Regions from separate parts of the Mus musculus genome. Here regions 1 and 3 are each linked to region 2. The links are chromatin contacts, called in public promoter capture Hi-C maps. All regions are on one chromosome and are shown on one strand. The core of a region is the stretch at or near the end of the contact, and the rest is flanking DNA. Distances in the headings are between cores, read along the strand shown.

Region 1 (3,119 bases), core at 429-2,928, 2.1 Mb after region 2:
CTCCCAAGTGCTGGGATTAAAGGCGTGAGCCACCACCGCCCGGCATCTCCAGACTTCTAATGTGGAGTTTCACAAGCTCTGCACTGGTGCCATTCTAGACCTGATCTCATTTCCCTGGGATGGGCAGGGTACGATGTTTATTGGCACCTTTGGGCTTTATGTACTAAATAAAACCCACTACCACCTCTTTTCTCAAGTCACCGGGGAACCAATACTCCTGGTGGAGAGGAGGGATGGGACAGTGAACTGAGGATACTGTTCCAAAGCGATTCAGCAATGCAGACGCTGCAGCAGGACATGGTGATACATACCTTTAATTCCAGCACTCAGGAGGCAGGGGGTGGAGGAGCTCTGTGAATTTGAGGCCCACCTGAAGCCCACAGATGAGGGCTACATAGAAAAACCCTGTCTTGAAACAAACAAACAAAAAGGAATAAGGCAGAGAGTGATAAACAGCCTTGTGTATGCATGCACAGAGACACACAAACACACACTCAGAATGATAAGGAAAACCCACATGAGATGTGGGAAGCCAACTGATAGATTTCCGCAATCCTCCTAGATGAGAATCTTGGCTAGACGGATTCCTTTACCTAACAATTCAGCTTCACATCCCTCCCCCAGCAAAGCCATCTTCATCTGCATAAGTGAGCATGTATTATCAGCTCTCCTCTACTTCATATGCTGTTTTGTTCCCACAAGTCAGACTAGTGGCACTTGGGAGAACAATGAGATAAACATACCAGAAATCTAAACCAAGCCCCAGCAATGGTAAGGACCCTGGAAAGCAAAGAAGTTAAAAACAAAACATCATAACAAAAAGATCTTTCTTGGGGATGGTTATCTGATTGTAGAGTAAGGAGTAAAGGGGGGTTTAAAACTGTCAGATAAGCTAGGTCTTGAATCAATGGGTTAGCAAGTCAGTCATTTGGAATGGAATGGAACGGAACAGAAAGGAATGAATTAGAACACAGCCTAAATAGATCTGCGTCATGTGAGATTGGTAAGCGACTCTCTTTAAACTTGCGATTCACGAAATCTATCTTCAGGCACAGAATATACACATAAAACATCTTTCTCAGTCTAGAATGCGTCACAAAGTTTGAAAGCCACAATGGGCAACCTATAGTCTGAACGAGGAGGGGTAACAACCGGCAAAAAGTGCAAGGTCATTGGGACCTGCGGCCGCCAAGGATGGGCCGCGACGGAGGACAGAGCTGGATGGACATGCAATGGGTGGACACGGTTCAAGGAAGATGGGCGAATGTGTGGTCCCGGATTTAGAGGTGTTAAGATCGGTACAGGAGTCGAGTGGGTTGATGGAGAGATCAGGTAGAAAGGAGGCGCATCGTGGATGTCCGACAAAGAAGCACCCCATGCCCGAGCTACAGAGCTGGGGCCCCTCCCCAGCACCGGGCGCGACCCCAGGATAGCCGGACCAGGCATCGCTCCGCTGGTCCGACCCTCCCGCCCGCAGGGGCCCGTCCTCACCGACGGCAGCGGGCCCTGCCTCTCCGGCGGCTGAGCCACCCGATCCTTCGTGTGAGTGTCCGCCAACGCAGGCGCCGGCCTAGCAGCCGGGGCTGCTCTAGGAACCACGACCCCGCCGCCCGCTCCCGCCGCCAACTGCCCCCTGGGGAGCGAGCCCGTGCCCGCGCGCGCGCCCCCGCGAGACGCCTGCTTGGGAAGCCTAGAAACTACTAGCGAGCATGCGCAGCAGAGGCGCGGAGCCATTCCTGAGGCGGATACCACTTCTCCGGGTCTTCTCTGCGCAGTGTCAACTTGACACCCTAGCCAATCAGCATCAGGGGCGGGTCTACTAACAAGGAAGAAGGCGGGACAACCCATGGTCCCGCTACTGCATCCGGGAGGGCGGGGCGACAGGTGAATTTGTAGCAAGGATGCAGGCTGGGAGTCATCACTAAAAGGATGACAGCGCTATTGATAGAGAGAACAGGACTTTTATAGGATTTGACTGCATTCTTACGAAGTTGTAGCTTTGGCTTAAGTGCGTCTTTAGGCCTGTGACCTTCAGAACTTTCTTTTTTACATTTTAAGTATTTTATTTCTTTATTTTTTATTTTTATTTTTATTTTAAGACAGGGTTTCTCTCCGTAGCCCTGGCTGTCTTGGAATGCTCTCTATAGACCAGGCTGGCCTCAAACTCAGAGATCAGCCTGCCTCTGCCACCCTAGCACGGTGAGTACTGGGATCAAAGGCATGCGCCACTGCCACCCAGTTTTCTTCCTTCCTTCCTTTCTTTTTTATTTTTTAAAAAACATAACTCTGACATATTTTAAGTGTATTTTTAAAATGTATTTGGATGTTCTGTCTGCATGTGTATCTGTACACCATGTGCATTTCTGGTGCCTGTGGAGGCCAAAAGAGGGCATAGGATCTCCTGGAGTTGCCCAGAGTTATGAACCACCATGTGGGTGCTGGATATCAAGGCTGGGTCCTTTGGAAGCAGCCCAATGGTCTTCATAACTGAGCCAGTTCCAAAGAACATTCTTTTTTTTTTTTAAGATTTATTTATTTATTATATGTAAGTACACTGTAGCTGTCTTCAGACACTCCAGAAGAGGGCATCAGATTTCGTTACGGATAGTTGTGAGCCACCATGTGGTTGCTGGGATTTGAACTCTGGACCTTCGGAAGAGCAGTCGGCACTCTTAACCACTGAGCCATCTCGCCAGCCCTCCAAAGAACATTCTTATGCAGCACGTTGAAACCCTTAGATACCCCCCTCTCCCAATCCAGGACTATCTGAGATTTGAAATAGTGACAATAACAGATCGCATATTTAAATAAGAATCCAGGAGCTGAATGTGTGTGGCACAAATGAAACAGAAGCAAGAGAATCAGGAATTCAAGTCTTTCATCAGCTACATAGTGAATGTAAGGCAAGCCTGAGCTACATGAGACCCTGGGTTTTAAAAACAACAATATAGGTGAATAAGTAAGTAGAAGAGAAAGATAAGGGTTTTGGTTTTGGTTTTGGTTTCAGAAATCTAAAAGTTAAAAAACTTTTAACTTTTAGAGAGAAAATGGGAAGCCCTGTGTGGCGGGGCAAGCCTGTAAACTCAGAATTGCGGAGACAGAGGCAGGAGAATGAGGCC
Region 2 (3,249 bases), core at 292-2,791:
TGTAGGAGCATCATCTGGGTATATGCTCAGGAGTGGTATTGCTGGATCTTCTGGTAGAACTAGAAAACTCATTCTCTAGAGAAATTATACAAATGCAAAGAATGTAGTAAATCCTGTATTGAATTATCTCATCTTAAAAGGCATTACAGAATCCATACTGGTGAAAAGCCTTATAAATGTGATGTATGTGACAAATCCTTTAACCAGTGCTCAAGCCTTAAAACACATCAAAGAAGTCATACTGGGGAGAAGCTTTACAAATGCAATGCATGTGGAAAGTCATTTCCTCAGTTGTCAGCACTTAAAAGCCATCAGAAATTGCATACAGGAGAGAAGCCTTATAACTGTAAAGAGTGTGACAAATCCTTTATTCACTATGCCTCATATAGAAGGCATCAGGAAACTCATTCTCTAGAGAAATTATGCAAACACAAAGAATGTGGTAAGTACTTTCTTGAGTTATCACATCTTAAAACACTTTCCAGAATCCCTACTGGTGAGAAGCCTTACAAATGTGAGGTATGTGACAAATCCTTTATCCAGGACTCACATCTTAGACGACATCAGAGAGTTCATACTGGAGAGAGACCTCACAGATGTAAGGTGTGTGACAGATATTTTGCAAAGGGTTCAACTCTTCGAGCACATCAGAAAATTCATACTGGAGAAAAAAACGTAATAAAGCAATGATTGTGATATACCCTTTATCTAGCATACAAGTCTTAGAAGACATCAGAGAGTTCAGATTAAAGAGACCTTACATCTGTAAAGAATGTCACAAATCTTACTCGGTGCTCAACTCTAACAACACTTCAGAAAATTCATACTAAAGAAAAAAATACCCTTCTAAATAATGTGCCAGAGCATTTATCCGGTCTATACTTACAAATCACACCAGTATAAATAATATAAACATAAATATCTGGACATGGTGGTATAGAACTTTAATCCCAGCACTTGGGAGACAGTGCCAATTGGATCTGAGTTTTGAGTTTCAGGTTTTGGCTTGCCATTTTGTGTGTGTCCGTTGGGGATCGGACTCTGGCCTCTGAATTTAACCTGCTATTGTTTGATGTATGTAGCCCACAGGCTGCTAGTCAAGTCGAGACTATCTTGCATCTGAAAGGTTCCGAATCAAGAGTGTGGGGCAGGTTCTGGGGTGCAGTGTCCTACTAGATCCAGTTCTGGTCAAGGATGGCAGTGCTCATGGTGAGGCTGCGCAGAGAATGTGCAGAGCAGCCTGGCGTCTGGAGCTGTGTGGAAGGCAGCCTGAGACGGAGTGGGAGGGACCGGTCTCCACGGGGCGGGAAAACTGGTCTAGAAAAATAGAGCGAAGAGAAAACTAAAGCCCGCATGGAAGGCCTGGAAAACTCAATTGGACAAGGGATTTGAACCAGTGGGCTGGGTCAGAGAACCTACGTAACCGGAACCTATCTATAATAGGCGGACCCAAAGGCGGCTCCAGTGGCCGCAGGAGGGAGGGGCCGGAAAACCCTCCATTCTCTGAGAGGAAATCTTTGTTTAAGGGCTGGACGGCCGACACTGGCCAGAGTTTCAAGTAGATGTGAAAACTTCCTGCAGCCACTGGAGCCTCGTAGAACGGTCTGGGAGACTCGCCGGTCCGCACCACAGTGGCGGGAACCGCAGCCCGGCGATCCTAGCATCTCCCAGGTCAGAAGAGCTGTAGTAAACAGGTAGGAACTGGACCAGGGGCATGTTCAGTTTTCTGCTGCTCATAAGGATACCGTTTTCACAATTCTGGTGAAGGGTAATACCCTTGAAGATAAGTTTGAGAACATATGAAATGGGACACATGCTGATTTTACCATTTATCCGTGGTTTCCAGAATATTCTCAAGACTGTATCCCTTAGACTAATTGAGTTTATGTTTTGACCATTGAAAACACTATTCTTTTTGCTGTTATGCAAAAACTAAAACTGTTGGCATTTTCTAACGCCCTTGGTCTACCCGTTTCGTATTCAAGAGAGAGGAATTTGACATGGAGACTTTAAGGTCCCAGAGAGCTTGTTAACTACCAGCCCCATAAGGAGTAACTGCAGATTTTGATCAGTTTGTGGATTTTTTTTTTTTTTTTTTTTTGCTAAGCTACACAGTTATGTTTGTAAATTTTAACAATTCTTAAATAAAGGTTTTACTCATCACTCATTTTGCATTTGAGATGCATACACGCTGATGTGAATATAACAAATATGTGTTCTTATGCTGAGGTTTTAAGGCACACCTCAGGAGTCCAGAGAAGTACAGTATGCATGTTGAGAGTGAGGATAACAGGCCACACTGTTTACATTAGAAAACAGTATGTAATGGGACAAAGTTAGAAAGTATCTTTTCTGATGCAAGAAACACTCTGACAATGGACAAAGGGCAAACTGTTGCTTTGTAATTTCAGGGTTGTTGACATGCGGTGAACTTCTCTCAGGAAGAAGAGGAAATGCCTGGACCTCACTCATAGGGTTTTGTACTGAGATTGAATATTGCAGAATTGCAGCAGTCCTGTTTCTGTGAGTAACAATAGTCTCTTGCACTTTTCCTTGCTCCTCGGGGTTCCTGGGGAAATTACTCTGCATGTGTGTGAGCTGTGTGTGAATGAGATGAGCCTCACATCTCACAGAAGAAAGTGAAAGCCTCAGAGAAAAAGACAAAGTTTTCATGAAATTTCATCTGTTCTTCATGTTTGTTATTTTGGGATGTGTAAGGCTTCTTTCGTTTTTGTTCCATGATGAAACTAGATACTCAGTAGTTTATAATATCACTCCAGTAATACAGATTCATTTTTTTCCCTTGAGTTTTGATTGAGCTATGATTAGAAGTAGGATTCAAGTTATGGAAACTCAAAATGCTCCCTGAATATTTTCAGCATGCTGACCCTATGTAACAGTTGGGGGATCATTTGTAGAACCCTCTGTTCCCTTTTCTGTATTTCTGCTGAGCATAGTACTGTGTTAGAAATCCTGGTACTTACTGAAGAATCTCTCATATGCAGGGCTTGCACTTTTCAGCTACACCTGCTTATCGTCGAGCAGGACAAAGTGCCCTGGAAGGTGGAGAGAGAGGCATCAGTAGCAAAGGATCCAGGTATGTTGGAGGATTGACAAAGGGGTGGGAAGGAGTTTAAGTGACAGTGGAAATGGGACATGAAGTCAGTTTTGCCACATTCTGTTGTAGAGATTATTCTGGAGACTTCCACTGAGAATAATGTCCTCAGGATTATCCTTTGTAAACTTTAG
Region 3 (3,465 bases), core at 118-2,617, 2.0 Mb after region 2:
TTTTTTTAAGATTTTATTTATTTTATGTATGTGAGTACACTGTAGTTGTCTTCAGGCACACCAGAAGAAGGCATTACAGATGGCTGTGAGCCACCATGTGGTTTCTGGGAATTGAATTCAGGACCTCTGGAAGAACAGTCAGTGCTCTTAACCACTGAGCCATCTCTCCAGCCCCAGGAATATTGTTATAGTACCCACTGGCCTCCAATTCCTAGGCTCATGTGACCTTTCTGCCTCAGCCGCCTCTGTGCTTGGGGTATAGACATGTACCAGTGCAGTTTTTTGTTTGTTTGTTTGTTTTGTTTTGTTTTGTTTTTTGTTACTGTGTGTGTGTTAGTGTGTTTTAATCATTATGAATTAGACTTTGAGGAATAAATGGTTGGAAGAAGGGGAGGCCTGTCCAGAAAACGGAGCTGGCAGAAAATAGCTCTAAATAGTTGGAGAGGGACCTGTCTAGGGTTCTCAACAAGGACTAGACCAAGTCACAACTGTTCTGGCTCTCAAAGTCACTAAAGCAAAGGGAAGGGCTTGGAGGTGGGCGGTACCCCAGCTCTTGATCTCAGGCTTAAGTAGGGCCTGGCCTTCCTTCCCACTGTTGTTCCAAGAGATTGCAGGAGCATTTTAGAGAGATTGGCTATAAAGCATGATTTTTCACTTCTAGTTGAAATCAATAAAGGTCCCTTTCTCCATGAAGCAAGCTCCACCCCACTTTGTTCTGTGCAGACCTTCTTTAAAGAAATTGTCCTAGGTTCCTCGGCTCCACGTTTAGAAGAAAAGTGACAACCCATCATGTACCAGAGGTTGTGAGGCCAGGAAGTGACTGAGAGGAGTCAGTTGAGCACAAGGTTCTGAGCTAAAGGATGTAAGAATCGGCCTCAGACAGCCTATTTACAAGGAGACTCCACCGTCTTAGAACAGGCGCTACCAATCGCTATCCTGGGATGATGAAGACCGGTGTCTGAATATGCATAAGATTATAAGTAGTGGGACATTCGCTTGTGCTGTCCCCAGTGGCAACTCCTTGAGGAGATGCCACTTGGCTGCAGGGCCCTTACCTGCCCCTTTTATGGACACGAATATTAAGGCAGCCAATAGAGAGCAGCTGGTGTGGGGACCATAGTGTGAAGGCCGACAAATACCGACAGAGAGGGGCCAAGGATCGTTCCCGCCGCAATAGGCCTCGAAGAGTTGCGTCTGCGCAGTGAGAGCGCTCCGGCAAACTTCGGAGGCGGGGAGACCTCGGTGCGCACGCAAGACGCGAGGCGGGGCCAATGCCCCGGGCGCTAGACCCGCTGCACCAGGCGGGGGCGGGACCACGGGCGAGCCTGGGCGGGGCCTCGAGGCCGGTTTGGAATTTTTGGCGCGAGCTGGCTCCGCGCGCGTTCACGGGCGGTTCCCCTTCTTGGAGGGTGCTTCGTCCCGGTGTCCAGAGGCCCCGCTGCCCGACCCCGGCCTGCCTGGCCTCTGTGAGGTCCCCAGCGGCCCCCGCCGACCCGGAACCTGGGACCTCGCTGCTGCGCCACGCTGCGCCACGCTGCGCCACGCCCAGCCTCCCCAGGTGAGCCCACACCCGGGTGAGATCTCCCGGTTGCGCCGCTCTTCCGCCGGCGCCCTGGCCCGCGCTCCTGCCGCGCTGCGCCCCGCGACTGCCCTCCGGCCTCTTCTCAGTATCCGGTCACCCCCCCACCCCCCTGCAGCAGCCCCACCCCTCCGTGTCTGTCACGGGCCGGACTAGCCCTCGGATGACTCCAGGTCAGCGCTGTCGCCCACGCCCCGCCTACTCCCGCGGGTCCCCTGTCCCTTCCCATTGGGCGCTCCTTTTCCAGCACTGCCTCTCTTTCTCCCGCGGCTCTCTGGGAAGAGCCCCTCCACCCCCGGGTGACAGCCTGTTTACGCAATGGTTTGTCAGAGTTCCCCCTCGCCTACCGAACGGATTCAGCAGTGGCCCTGCACGGGAGAAACTCACAGTCTAACGCTAGATGGTGGTCAACAGATGGGTACAGCTCAGTAAGAGGGTGAGGTCCCTGGAAACCCAGTGGCTCAGGGACACTCTGTACTCAGCCGGGACTCCACTACCAACCCTTCTCACCCCATAAAAGCTGTTTGACCAGGCCAGAGGTATTAGAATGTAAATGACCAGTGATGTTGAAATGAAAATGGCATTGAGAGGGAATGGTCTCTCTGGCTGAAACAGAAGGTGATGGACTCCCAGGTGCTAGGCATGGAGACTGTATTCCTTCTTCCTTTAAAAAAAAAAAGTTTTTACTCTTTTTAATGCATGTGTATTTTTGTCTGTTTGTGCCTAGTGCCCACATAGGTCAGAAAAGGGTGTCAGATCCCTTTGGAATTGGAGTTACAGACGCTTGTGTGTCAGGGAATCAAACCTGGTCCTTTGGAAGGGCAGCAAGTACTCTTACCTCCCCCACCCACGTCCCCTTCAAGACTGTAGGTTTAATTAACAAGCATGATCGTGGATCCTTACAGAAGACCTGGGATGGGATTTGTTTTTTTTTTTCTTAGGGTGGGCATCAAATGCAGGACGCTGATGGTGCCAGGCATGTACTCTATCACTAAGCTAAAGGCCACCTCTGGGATGGGATTCTTGAAGTAAATAGATCCATAACAAGAGGGCCTTCCAGCAAGCCTCTTAAGTACTTAACCTAAGTAGTAATTTGATCTAGCTACTACTAGAGGTTAGGTGTGGCTCCTTTGATACATTGTGGCTTCCCCTAAAATGGACACTTTCTATTGCTTTTTTGCCTTTGTTTCAATTACAACATTGGAGCAACCCAACACCCTCTTTTGCCCCAAGGGGCACAAAGATACTGACACCAGGGCACTACTATACTTGAGTCATTTCAACTATTATCTAAAGCACTGATTAAGAAAGACAGCAGTTAGCATTTATGTCTTAAGTCCTTCAGCGTTCTGTATGTCTGTGCAGAGTTGCAGCTCCACAAACTCCTGGTGCCAGGTGCTCTTCATAATTCAAAATATCCCAGATTTAGGACCTGGAGTTATAGTAATAAGTCAGTTGGTTTAGCATTTGTCTAACATGAATCATGTCCTGAGTTTGATATACAGCACTGCATAAACTAAATGTAGTAGGACATGTCTGTGATCCTAGTTCCCTGAAGGTGGTGTCCGGAGGATCAAAACCTCACAGTTTTCCTTGGCTGCACAGTGAGGGAGCTTGAAGACAGCCTAAACTAGAGACACTGTCTCAAAAAAATAAAATAAAATACATCTCAGATTTAGAAAGCACAGATGAACCGGGCGGTGGGGGCGCACGCCTTTAATCCCAGCACTTGGGAGGCAGAGGCAGGTGGATTTCTGAGTTCAAGGCCAACCTGGTCTACAAAGGGAGTTCCAGGACAGCCAGGGCTACACAGAGAAACACTGTCTCGAAAAACAAAACAAAACAAAACAAAAAACAAAAAAAGAAAGAAAGCAAACAGATGTAGG

What was found. Promoter capture Hi-C pulls out the DNA fragments that hold promoters and counts their contacts.
Region 1: a promoter capture Hi-C map of cranial neural crest shows a contact between it and region 2. The contact joins the promoter of Flywch1 here to the promoter of Zfp760 in region 2. A contact is called at or near these places in 2 of 39 promoter capture datasets (cranial neural crest and liver).
Region 3: a contact with region 2 is called in a promoter capture Hi-C map of the HPC-7 cell line, with 4 times the contacts expected there. The contact joins the promoter of 1520401A03Rik here to the promoter of Zfp760 in region 2. A contact is called at or near these places in 5 of 39 promoter capture datasets (the 3T3-L1 cell line, the HPC-7 cell line, cranial neural crest and 2 more).

What each region holds. Positions count from the first base shown.
Region 1 is chr17:23,769,924-23,773,042 of GRCm38.p6, forward strand. It overlaps Flywch1 (FLYWCH-type zinc finger 1), which reads right to left and starts at 1,679. Exons shown (of 8, transcript NM_001357994.1): 1 at 1,492-1,679.
Region 2 is chr17:21,706,200-21,709,448 of GRCm38.p6, forward strand. Zfp760 (zinc finger protein 760) reads left to right here and starts at 1,542. Exons shown (of 6, transcript NM_001008501.2): 1 at 1,542-1,694; 2 at 2,412-2,523; 3 at 3,006-3,097.
Region 3 is chr17:23,725,084-23,728,548 of GRCm38.p6, forward strand. It overlaps 1520401A03Rik (elastin), which reads right to left and starts at 1,368. Exons shown (of 41, transcript XM_017317755.2): 1 at 1,056-1,368. It overlaps Pkmyt1 (protein kinase, membrane associated tyrosine/threonine 1), which reads left to right and starts at 1,253. Exons shown (of 8, transcript NM_023058.3): 1 at 1,253-1,558.